2 separate regions of the Hordeum vulgare genome follow, and region 2 is linked to region 1. The links are chromatin contacts, called in public Hi-C maps. All regions are on one chromosome and are shown on one strand. Each heading gives the region's core, a stretch centred on a gene start, on an enhancer-like site or on the middle of the called end of the contact. The rest is flanking DNA. Distances are from core to core; before and after follow the strand shown.

What was found. Hi-C and Micro-C count contacts between places; a contact is called where the count stands out from the background.
Region 2: a Hi-C map of leaf shows a contact between it and region 1, with 4 times the contacts expected there. The contact joins the promoter of LOC123402753 here to the enhancer-like site in region 1. A contact is called at or near these places in 4 of 6 Hi-C or Micro-C datasets (leaf and seedling).

The regions. Positions count from the first base shown.
Region 1 is chr6H:208,340,667-208,346,947 of MorexV3_pseudomolecules_assembly, forward strand. It overlaps LOC123403647 (a long non-coding RNA gene), which reads left to right. Exons shown (of 4, transcript XR_006611523.1): 2 at 527-713; 3 at 791-1,727; 4 at 1,832-2,165. It also overlaps the pseudogene LOC123403645. Among protein-coding and RNA genes, the nearest start is that of LOC123403647, 8.7 kb to the left of the region's middle. Within about 2 kb of position 3,410, at least 1 of the 3 cell types and tissues checked has open chromatin away from gene starts, as enhancers often do. A contact at or near this core is called in leaf, where this site is marked.
Region 2 is chr6H:208,821,383-208,827,663 of MorexV3_pseudomolecules_assembly, forward strand. It overlaps LOC123402753 (cytochrome P450 711A1-like), which reads left to right and starts at 3,697. Exons shown (of 2, transcript XM_045096706.1): 1 at 3,697-4,261; 2 at 4,345-6,148. The coding sequence starts at 4,002. The coding sequence ends at 5,698.

The DNA of each region.
Region 1 (6,281 bases), core at 2,160-4,659:
TCTTGCCTGATATCACTGGACTTTCAGCTGGTTCAACGCACATTAATTTTATAGATGGGTTCTTCATCTTGAGATACCTCCCCACGCCTGTGATGGTGCCTCCTGAACCAGAAGCAGCTATAAATATGTCCACTTCGCCTGCTGTATCTTTCCATATCTCAGGTCCTAAGGACATATTTAGTTCGATACATTAGTGCCGAGGTTCATTTTTTAGTCAAGAATCTCAAAATAAAATAAAAATAAATAGAAAAGTTGCATGGAAGTGTGATCCTGCAAAGGCCAACACCACATGACAACATTTATTGCATATCATCCATCAATTTACTTGGGTTGCTGCTTCACTTATAAAGCGGGGCGAAAGCCTTTTGCAGTTAGTCAGTTAGTTCATAGTCTTCAACTGAGTTTTGGGTCTTGTAATCAAAGAATCTAAAGTTACTCAAACGCTACTTCTGTTGCATCCAGTTTAGTTCAAAGAAATTGTGTTACCACTTACCGATCCATCTGAAATGGGCATCGGGATTTGCAGGATTGGTGAATTGATCAAGAACATACACATTTTCCACATCCTTCTTCAGCTGTTCTACCCTATCAAGTAAAGCTTTGAATCCATGCTGTACAGCATCTGCAGGAGACAAGCATGTTACCATCTGACACGTGATATGAGGGGCATGGTACCTCAGATCCTTACCAACTAATACCACTTCTATGCCAAGGTATCGCATAAGTATCTGCTTATCAAGCGAGAGTTTAGCAGGCATGAGGGCGATGAACTTGTATCCTTTCTGAGCAGCAATGAACGCCACACCGATGCCAAGATTACTACTTGTGACCCCCAGAAGCGTTGTGATGCCAGGTGTGATCAAGCCTTTCTCCTCTGCATCTTCGATCAATCTGCAAAAGATTTCATTCATTCATATTGTTGTCTATACTCATGATGTTACGAATGGTACATTTGAGGTGAATAATTTCTTCCTCGGAATGGAGTAAAAAAGAGTAGCCACCTGAGAGCACTCCGATCTTTCACAGAGGAAAGGGGCTGGTATGGCTCAATCTTCCCAATCAGCCGTCTTTCTCAGCGATGTTTCTCAGTTCTATCAGTGGTGTCCAACCAATGAGCTGGAAAGCATAGAATTTACTTGCAGATTAAAGATAACAAGCTTTGTACAGTGAAGGAATAATGACTATATACAGAGTACTAGGCACCTGCGTGATGTTGGTGACGATGCACTCCCCTTGTGAGGACAGAAGAGATGGTATCCCTTTCCTTCCTTCCTGCGGCTCCATTACTCTGGTACTTATTTTGCAACAAATAAAACTAGAAGACCTAGCAAGCTCGAATGTCTTGAACAAATGGATGCACAGAAATAAGAGGCGCTCCAGCATTCAATGATGTTATATAGCTGAGAAGTCCCATTCTGATGGTATACTACATGGATAAATTAATACTGGATTTGGAGGTTTCAGGGAATTGTCCCTGAAACTTCCATCCAGACATTTTTTTAATTGAAGTTTGTTGACATATGACACTACATCAGTGTGCAGCATGCCAATGAGATATCAAATTCAGAAACCACCGATTGGATAGAAGCCTAGAACTTGGAACACAAGTTTCCCTGCATGACAAGAAACGACCCATCGGTTGGAGGCCTGGAACTTGGGCCACAAGTTTCCCTGCTTAGAGAACAAGACAATCAACCATCATGCAGAGGGTGAAAAGGAACATTGTTGTAAGTACAGTACATAATTTTAATCTGAGATGAACCGTCAATCATCCTGCTGTATATGCTAGTATTAAATACTCAAGGCAGTGATGAATTATTTCGCAATTTAGCAGGTTGCAAAGTACCAAATGTAGCCGTTGTTAGTTTCGTGGCCTGTGACTTCAATGCAAGTTGAGACGACTGGTTACGTACTCATGAACTGAAGATGCTGGAGTAATCAACAGAGATTTGTTTGGCAAGCTTCCCTGCTCTCTGAAAAGATAATTAGTTAAGGTGTGTGCTATGACCTATGAAACAACTCGCTGTTGTTTTGTTCATGGCCTTGCTATCTAATTTTCACTGTTTTAGTCGGGTTTTTTTTTTAAAAAAAAAATGCTTGTTTCTCACCTTCTTGGTGTATTGGATTATTACATAGAAAAGAAAACATTCACCGGAGTTTATCTATCTTTCATCTACATTGTTGTGCTTACAAGGAGGCTGATGCTTGGATTCTAAGCACGCAGCACTAAAGTTATAATTTCTACTCCCTCCTTGTGGGCAACAACCCGTAACCTCATGGGCAACAATTTTACTGCTGTGCCGTTCAAATGGATGTATCTAGAAGTAAATAAAAAATCAAAGATGACCAACCATTGTAGTCAATTAAATCATTTGAATCTGTTTACCAAAGTATCATAAGAGTGACAATTGCATTGTAAGATCATAAGCATATTTTTTACCCAGTGGGCGACTACTCCTGTGTCAGTTTAATGCCCGTGGCACCCAAGTAGCTGGAATAATTAGGCCAAGGAAAATTCAAAGACAAAAGGGGTACTTTATCATGGCATGGGTGACCTGAGTTGTTCATCTGACATGTTAAGTACGGGTTTGGCGAGAAAAAGCGCTCGTTCCAGATTCAGACACAGAAATGGTGGGACAACTTCAGAGAACTTATTGGCGAGGAGTCTGTGGCCTGTTCATTATTCAGTAGATTCTACACTATCTAGGACACTAGGAAACTTTAGATTTCTGTTAATTTTTCACTTCCGAATCCATTTAGGACATACTCGTCCATTTAGATTCAGATCAGAGATCACATCGCCAACAAAAGTGTTTGAGACATCAACAACAAATAATTGCAAGGTAACTGTACCACTGTTTCCGGTGTCCATTCAAATTGCCGAATCACTGATCTGGTAGCCTCAGACCTCTTATAGGGAATGCATGATTTGCGTGTGAATTTTAGAGGGCTTTTCATGTCTCCTGTGAAATTATTGTGTTCCAAACAGGCCCTAGATAATCTAGCCACTTCTGATGGCGCTGTGGCATCGTGGTGCCGTGGTATTTGCCTTCAAAATCCAAAATCCACAACTGAATGGAAATGGACATAATTGCGAGTTGGGAGCGTAACAAGTAACAAGTCAGAACGACAAATTTAGTTTCTTAAATTGGCATGAAATATTCCACACTATCTCATTCTCGTGGAGTGCAAACGGCCTATTAGAACCACATTTGATACAAGTGGAAGTCAATTCATTATGTGTCATCCGAAGGAAACAAAATAATGTAACCTCCAACCACAGTTAGCTGATTCAAAGATGACCCCCCAACAGAAGCCAATGCGAAATACCATCGCACTATATGATGAACGTTTCACTTTCAGTTTCAGGCCTCGGTCACTGGCATCCACACGAAGTTGTACATGCCTACCTGGCTACGTGATACATCCACTAAGCCTCCCCAGCAATCGCCTCCAAACACTGAGCCATCAGGTTGCGCGTCCAGAAATGAGGGTTTCCGCTTTCTACGCATCATTTTCACAAAAGGAAGAAGTGGCAAAAGTTCAGGGTATTAATCGACATCACAGATCACAAGTCACATTGCATGCAGAAAGGCAGCAGTTTGAGGTTCTCTTTGTGGGATGGAGCAATAGTTGTCCGGCTATTCCTACTGTATCCATGAATCCTTTTATTTTTTTAAACGGAGGCAAAGATTGCTTCACCTATTAAATAAGTAGAAGAGAAGTGTTCAGTTAATTACAAAAATCGAACAAAAACCGATACAACAATGGCCAAGCCCACTCCCAAAGACTGGAACACTCAGGGCAAACCCTCCCTAATCTACGACATGTCAACCTACGGTCAGACAACGCAACTTCGTCTCTAACGAAGAACTCTGTAGGACAAAACCAGGAACGACTGGCGTCACCGAAGATTGCCGAACGGGCTACCTGCAGCCAGTCATCGTATACCGCAGGGCCCCACCACCGCAGTTTTGACTCCATAGCAACAAACAAACCGAGGCAAAACCGTGGACACGCCGAAAAAGAGCCGACTACCGCAACCATTGCCCCGTTGCCGGCATCGCTCCCACCATCATCGTTGCCACAGAAGTCTGGACGCCACACTCACCACCAACCGCCATCCACTGGTCCCGTTCACCAACGCCAAGCTCTCAAGACGAAGCCCCCAAGAGGGAATACGACATCAAGGCGCGTCATCGTCCGATCACAGATCAGGGTTTCCCCCGGAGAGGCCGAAATGGCCAGATCCGTGTAGGAGGGATGGGAGAACAAGCAACAATGCCTCCAAGAAGGTCAACGATGGCCATAGCCGCCGCCATCGCTGGTCATGGCACGAGGCCAGGACATGGTTTTCACCAAGCTTCACACCACCTCGGTCGCACATCATCCCGCATTGGCGTCGGCAAGCCACCAAACATCACCACCATCGAAGATGTCCATTGACAAAGAAGCATCAAGACCCGCCGCAGCCAACCGCACCTCGCGGTGACCACCGATGGCCGGAGACCGGATCCGCATCACACGCCGCCGGAACGCACTTCCTCGTCGCCATGGGCCTCCGATCCGCGCATCCCGAGGAGCATCCACCGCATAGACATACCCCGGCCACGCCCCTCGCGGCCGAAGCCGCTGCTCGAGCGCCATACCAGCCGCGCAAGCCCCTCCACCATGAGCTCAGCCATGGCAGCAAGGCCGCCTGAGCACCAGCACCATAACAGCCCTCCACCATACCGTCTATAAACTGCTACTATAGCATGCAATATAGGAGTAGTATTTTTTTTGGGTGAGACCCGATCAAAATCTTTTTGTTGAAATATTGATGCTACATTGAAACTTAACATCAGAACAGTGACATGCAGCCCTGCTCTAGAGCTTAACATAGTGGCAGGAATATATATATTTTTTAAGCCTGGAACTATAGAACAAGTCTTCTACCGTAATTTTCATATAGTAAGTTCACTTGTTACTCGGATGGTCATGGGAACAGTAGCACCGTCAATTATGTTAACTAACCATGAAGCACCTACTCTTCTCAGTTTTGAAGTCAGTTTTGGCATGAGAACACTAGTAGACTTGTAGCACACAATCAAGAGGTTGTTCACAAGAGAATGCTCGAGTTGGATTTATCTAACTGTGAGGATCATTGATTGATTCAGTGTGGTACTATTGCGCATCAGGTCAAAAGGTGTCATCTTTGGTGGTTCATGTATCGCCTCATCAGAATTTGCCAATGGAAACTAATGCGCAGCAGGGGTATGTTCCCGCCTCTTGTGGGTGGGCAAGAATATTTGATGTTCTTGGTAGAGCCTATCAATCTATAAAATATCTTGAGGGATGCTTTCTGCTAACTATCCTAATTTGATGTGAACGAGTGGCAGACCTAACGTTATGGGGCAGGATGGGCCAACAATGTAGTTATGCATGTAATTTTAGTTTCTTTTTTCTTTTGAATTTTTGTTATGGTATAAATGTTAATTTCTAATCCCAGGGTGGGCCGTAGATCACCCTGTCCACCCACTACCTCCGCCACTGATGTGAACCCATTAGGGTCAGGGGCCTTGTCACTTGGTAATTCCTTGATGGCAGCCCAAATCTCTTCTTTAGAGGTGGTCGCATCGAGAGAGCTGAGATCAATATGTTGCATATTAAGATCGTCCCAGTTGAAGTCAAGAGAACTAGTGTCTCCCCTATCCAAGGCCAGCGAGAAGTAGTTATGGATAATTTTCTCCTTTTGCTTGTGATCAGTAACCCAAGAATGCATGTGCTTGATCCGATGGATGTGATTCTTGTGACGACGGGCATTGATATAGTGATGAAAGAACTTCGTGTTTGCATCTCGTTCTTTAAGATTGGAAAACCTGGCACATTGACTTTTGCGGGAACGTTGAAGCACAGCCAAGCTCAAAACTCGCCTCTTGAGCCTAGAACGGAGGACTAGCTCCGCACCGGAGAGGGACCGATGCTCTTGGACTATGTCAAGGCGTAGGATGACAAGCAGAGCCGTGTGAAATAGAATCTTAGCCTTGGAGAAGAGGCGCTTGCTCCATCCGGAGAGGCGCATGGCGGTCTTCTTGAGCTTGTGATGCAAGATGAGGAAAGGCTCCGTGTGTGCGACTCGCTCTGCCCAAGCACTCTGGACAACCTCATGGAATCCGAGGGCCTTTTTCATCAGCGAGCACAAGCGGGCACTGATCAGAGAGGGAGGACGACAGGGCGTGCAGGATATGCGTATGTTTTTAAGACCTGTTGGGAGGTTATCAAGAATGACATCATGAGGG
Region 2 (6,281 bases), core at 2,447-4,946, 480 kb after region 1:
AAAATATGATGAATTGTGTTGCAAAGTTGACTCAAATTATAGTTTGTTAGTTTTTTAGAGTTTATGCTTCGTACTTCAATATTGTGATGAATTGCTGCTTGTTTATAAGAAGCCTTATGATAGAAGTTATATGATTAAAATGATGTGAGGAAGTATTTTATAAAGTTTTATTTGTTGTTATAATAATGAGCATGATGCTACTATGTCCGTATTTTCTTTCTATAGACACCTCTCTCTCAAAGCATGTGGTCATGATTTTCGCTATCGGCTTTTGCTTGAGGACAAGTGCGGTCTAAGCTGGTGGGAGTTGATACGTCCATTTTGCATCATGTTTTATTACTACTATTTATAGTGTTTTATTCTTTTAGCCACTTGGTGGAGTAATTCTAATGTCTTTTCTCTCATAATATGCAAGGTTTACATCAAGTGGGAGAATACCGACAGATGGAATTCTGGACCTGAAAAATCTACGTCGGAAATACATATTCTGCAGACACCTCCAATTGAGGTGACGGGGATTTATTTTAGAATATATAAAAAAATTGGAACAAAGAAGTGCCGGAGGGGTTCACCACGCGGCCACTAGATACTAGGGTGCGCCACGGACCACTCGCGCAGCATGATGTCTACTGGGCCACCTGCCCCATATCTGGCGCCCATCTTCTGGTATATATTCTCCTTCGACCTAAAAATTAGGGAGAGGATTTTTGGGATGAAGCGCCATCGTCTTGAGGCGGAACCTTGGTAGGAGCACTTTTGCCCTCTAGCAGAGTGATTCCGCCAAAGGAAATTCCCTCCCGAAGGGGGAAATCGAGGCCATCGTCATCACCAACAACCATCTCATCTTGGGGAGGCCAATCTCCATCAACATCTTCACCAGCAGCATCTCATATCAAAACCCTAGTTCATCTCTTGTACTCAATCTTGTACCGGAACCTCGGATTGGTACCTCGGGTGTGTCTAGTAGTGTTAATTACATCTTGTAGTTGATGCTTTATGGTTTACTTGGTGGGAGATCATATGTTCAGATCCATTATGCTATTAAATACCTCTTTGATCATGAACAAGTTTATCACTTGTGAGTAGTTACTTTTGTTCTTGAGGCATGTTGCAAGTAATCATGTGAAGTTAATATTCGTTTGATATTTTGATGATATGATTGTGATTCCCTTAGAGGTGTTATGTGAACATCGACTACATAACACTTCACCATATTTTGGGCCTAAGGGAATGCATTGTGGATTAGTAATTAGAGGGTGGTTTGCGAGAGTGACAGAAACATAAACCCCAGTCTATGCACTACTTCGTAAGGGGCTGATTTGGATCCTATGTTTAATGCTATGGTTAGAATTTACTCTTAATACTTTTTTCGTAGTTGTGGATGCTTGCGGGATGGTTAATCCTAAGTGGGAAGTTTGTTCAAGTAAGAACAACACCCAAGCATCGGTTCACCCACATATCAAATTATCAAAATACCAAACGCAAATTAACACAACATGGGAAAAGTGACTAGATGAAATTCTCGTGTGCCCTCAAGAATGCTTTGCCTATTATAAGAACTTGTTTTGGATTGGCCTTTGCTACAAAAGGATTGGGCTACCTTGTTGGACCTATTGTTCCTGTTGCTACTTGTCACTTGTTACAATTATCTTGCTATCAAACAACTTGTTACCACTATTTCAGTGCTTGCAGAAATTACCTTGCTGAAAATCGCTTGTCATTTCCTTCTACTCCTCGTTGGGTTTGACACTCTTACTTATCGAAAGGACTATGATTGATCCCCAATACTTGTGGGTCATCAACGGGCAAGGAGATCTCCTACTTCATGAAGATATATCGTGAGTGAGGCTACTGTTGTGTTGACGTAAGCCATGGTGGAATAGACAAGGCCGCTTCTTCATGGACCCCTTGTGGTTGGAGCCCTCCGTGGACTCTCGTAGTCATTATCCTCCGTGGGTTGAAGTATCCACTAACGTGGACGTACGACAGCGCCACCTATCGGGACCACGCCAAAATTGTCGTGTTCATATTTGTGTTTGATCTTCCTAATCTCTACTCCTTACTTACATGTGCAATGTATTTACTTTTCGCTGCCATATTTGTTTACTAGCATGTGTAGGGTGCACTAGACTTGTTAGAATTGCTAAAATCAGCCAACCATTAAAATTGAGAAAATGCTAGGATTTTAATTTATGTAAGTAGTCTATTCACCCCCCCTCCCCAGACACCCATTAAAATTGAGAAAATGCTAGGATTTAATTTATGTAAAATTGAGACTGCATGTGTAGTGTTCAGTCTCTTCGTCATTTGTGGCTAGAGGTTGACCAGGGTGAGTTGTATGTCGTTTTACTTGTGATGTGTTGGGTTGCGTTGTATGCGGCTTGACATTGTATAAGGCGTCTTGCCTGTTTTTTAAAGGAGGAAGATCCCCGGCCTCTACATCTAGGTGATGCATGCAGCAACTTTATTGATTATTCATAAAAAACCTTACAAAGCAGTACAATAGTAAGTCTGGAGCCACCGTCTAGGCAATTTCTATCGCTATTCCTATCCAGTTCATGAAGGAATGTTGATAGTCTGGGCCTAATACCAAATAGACCTCACAGCTAAGCCTAACATCTAAGAGAAGAGGCCCCAACCAAGCCACTTGCCGAGTATGGGGCACCCACCGGTCCGGCGCACAAACAGAGGCCGCCGCCACCACCTACCACCAATCCATCATCAGAGTTGTACTGACGCATCAACCTTGCCCGGTCTAGTGGTCGTCGATGCCAGCACGATGCCACACAACGCCACCATCCTGCGCTCGTTCATCAACACAAACCCAGCAGGGAGACCCCGCTGCTCCTTGTTGCTGAGACCTGTGGTTGTCGACGTGCCACATGCAACGCCGCTCCTCCTTCGCGAACACGACCTGCAGCCACTGGTCTCATCCCCCTCCACCTGCAGATCCTCTATACTCCCAACCGAGCTCCAAGGTCCCTCACGACACCTTCACAAAGGAAAGCGGGCCCCATGGACGATGCAGCAGGCCAAGGTTTCCTCCGGACCCAAAATACACCACTAGGGCTCACCATCACCGGGGCCTCCAGCCGCAAACCACCGGGATGACGAGAGAGACAGCAGGAGAAAGGGGACCTCCAGATCTGACACCGCGGCCGCTCGGGATCAGTCTGCCGCCACGGCCACCACTGGTGACCTATCGGCCGGCGCGCTCTAGATGAAGGCCGTCGTGGGCCAGATTGACGTCGTCGCCACCGATCGGGGCCTCATCCTCGAGAACGGAGATCCCGCGTATCCTGAGCCCGAAGTAAGAGGTTGATGCCTTCACCGCCGCCATCGCACGCATGGGCTTAACCCGGCGCCGACCACGGGCGGTGGCGGAGGGGAGCGGGAAGGAGGAGGGTGACCGGCGGCGGAGAGTTGGGTCCCTTGGTCGCTCGTGCGGTAGACGACGGAGGGGGGAGTCACGAAGCCGTCTTGCCTCTTGTTCTAGATATTGATATAAACCTCTTTGGTATGTATCCTTAAAAGAAGGCAAGCCAAAGTTTTTGTTCCGTTTGCGGGGTGCCCGCCTGATGTACCGTGAGCAATGCTACACATACATAATTTTATATGGGTTTTACAAACACATGGATTTTGATTAAAGATTAAGGGGATGAGGCCCCACCCCTTTGAAAATCAAGAAAGAATGAATAGTTAGAAAGAAAAAAAATCATAATCAGCGTATAACCTTGTATAACGCCGTGTATGGCATGACACATGATGCATGTCCTTCATGTGGCAGGGAGCCAGGGACACCTGCTGCCATAGACATCATGATTTTTTGATATTTTTGCGGGGAGCCACACACAACATTTGACCAAGACGACACTGAAGACAGCAACGTCGACGACGAAGGCTGCTTGATAAACTAGCAGGCACGAGCAACACAAGCCAATGCAGTGACCAGACCGAACGCTGGTAAGCAGACAAAGCTCCTGGCTCCTTCTTCCTCCTCCATGGAAGCCAGCAACTGCTCCATTGCTCTGGAAACTACAGGCCATGCCGCTGCACATGGCACAAGCGCGCCCGCTCTGCTCCTCTTGTCTTCTGTGGCTGCGATTGGCGCGTTTCTGGTCTACTTCTACGCGCCATTCTGGGCCGTCAGGAGGGTCCCGGGGCCTCCCACCAGGTTCCCCCTCGGCCATCTCCATCTTCTCGCCAACGACGGACCAGACGTCTTCCGCGCCATCGCTAAGGAGCACGGCCCCATCTTCCGGTAGTAATGTTGTATCCATCTTCTTCTTCATCTTCTTAATCTTCTGCAGGTGTCATGTAATGTTCGATCTTCGATCGGTGCAGGTTTCACATGGGGAGGCAGCCGCTGGTGATCGTGGCGAATGCGGAGCTGTGCAAGGAGGTGGGCATCAAGAAGTTCAAGGACATCCGTAACCGGAGCACCCCGCCGCCGACGGTGGGGTCGCTGCACCAGGACGCGCTCTTCCTCACCAGGGACTCCACGTGGTCCTCCATGAGGAACACGGTCATCCCGCTCTACCAGCCGGCACGGCTCGCCTGCCTCGTCCCGACGATGCAGCCCTACGTCGACGCGCTGGTGGACAGTGTCGCCGCCTGCCCGGACCAGGACTGCGTCCCCTTCTGCCAGCTCTCGCTGCGCATGGCCATCGACATCATCGGCAAGACGGCCTTCGGCATCGACTTCGGCCTCTGCAAGAAGGTCGCCGCCGCGGACGGCGGCGAAGACGTGAGGGGGTTCTTGGAGGAGTACAAGAGGTCTATGGAATTCATCAAGATGGACCTGTCCAGCTCGCTGTCCACCATCCTCGGGCTCTTCCTCCCGTGCGCCCAGACGCCGTGCAAGCGCCTGCTGCGGCGGGTGCCCGGCACCGCGGACTACAAGATGGAGGAGAACGAGCGCCTGCTGTGCCGCCGCATCGACGCCATCATCGCCGGCCGGCGCAGGGACCGCGAGAACAGCGCCTCCGAGCCGGGCGCCGCGCTGGACTTCATCGCGGCGCTGCTGGACGCAAGAGAGAGCGGCGCCAGGGACCTGGCGCTGGAGGACAAGCACGTGCGCGCGCTGGCGTACGAGCACCTGATCGCCGGGACCAAGACGACGGCGTTCACGGTGTCGTCGGTGCTGTACCTGGTGTCGTGCCACCCGCGCGTGGAGGAGAAACTGCTGGCGGAGGTGGACGCGTTCGACGGCGCGGCCCCCGACGCCGACGACCTCCAGGGCAGGTTCCCGTACCTCGACCTGGTGGTCAAGGAGGCCATGAGGTTCCACCTGGTGTCGCCGCTGATCGCCAGGGAGACCTCCGAGGAGGTGGAGATCGCCGGGTACCAGCTCCCGAAGGGCACGTACGTGTGGCTGGCGCCGGGTGTGCTGGCCCGCGACGCGCGGCAGTTCCCGGAGCCGGAGGAGTTCCGGCCAGAGCGGTTCGCGCCGGAGGGGGAGGAGGAACGGGGGCGGCACCCTTACGCGCACATCCCCTTCGGCATCGGGCCGAGGGCGTGCGTGGGTCACAGGTTCGCGCTGCAGCAGGTGAAGCTCGCCGTGGTGCACCTGTACCGACGGTACGTCTTCCGCCACTCGCCGGCCATGGAGTCGCCCATCCAGTTCGACTTCGACCTCGTCCTCGGCTTCCGCCACGGCGTCAAGCTCAGAGCCATCAGGAGGACGACGAGGGACTGATTGACATGCCCCAATCACAAGCATGAGCATGAAACGACAGCTTGAGCTGAATTTACATCATGTATAGATTGGTGGCCACAGGTTAAGCTGCTGATATTCTGATTAACTAGTAGTTATTAGAAAAAAGTCATGAGCCCGAATAAATTCATCAGGCAGAGCGAGAGACAACATAAAGCACGAGTCTTAACCGCCATCCATAAGAAGATGAGAAACCTAGAGTCTCATACATGACGCGCGAGCCAAACCCATGGCACTACCAACAAAAACCGCAACACGGACAGCCTGCCTCCAAGCCTACCGTCACTCCGAGATTAGACATGAGGCTCCTGCCGCAAAATGGAAGAAGCTGAGGCCCGAATCTTAGACAGCAGCAGGTTGAAGTTGTGTCTGTCTTCAAGCTTAGTCAATAATCTCCACTACTGCAGGAACAAGCAAGCTTTAAATAAGCAATCAACGGGTTTAGCAGGAAAGATATGTTCAATAGTGAATTTGTTCCTCGTAGTCCATATAGCCCAACACACCGCCGCTAGCCCAATCCAGAACAAACGCATCGTATCCCCCACCAGGGGACTCACGAGATTAC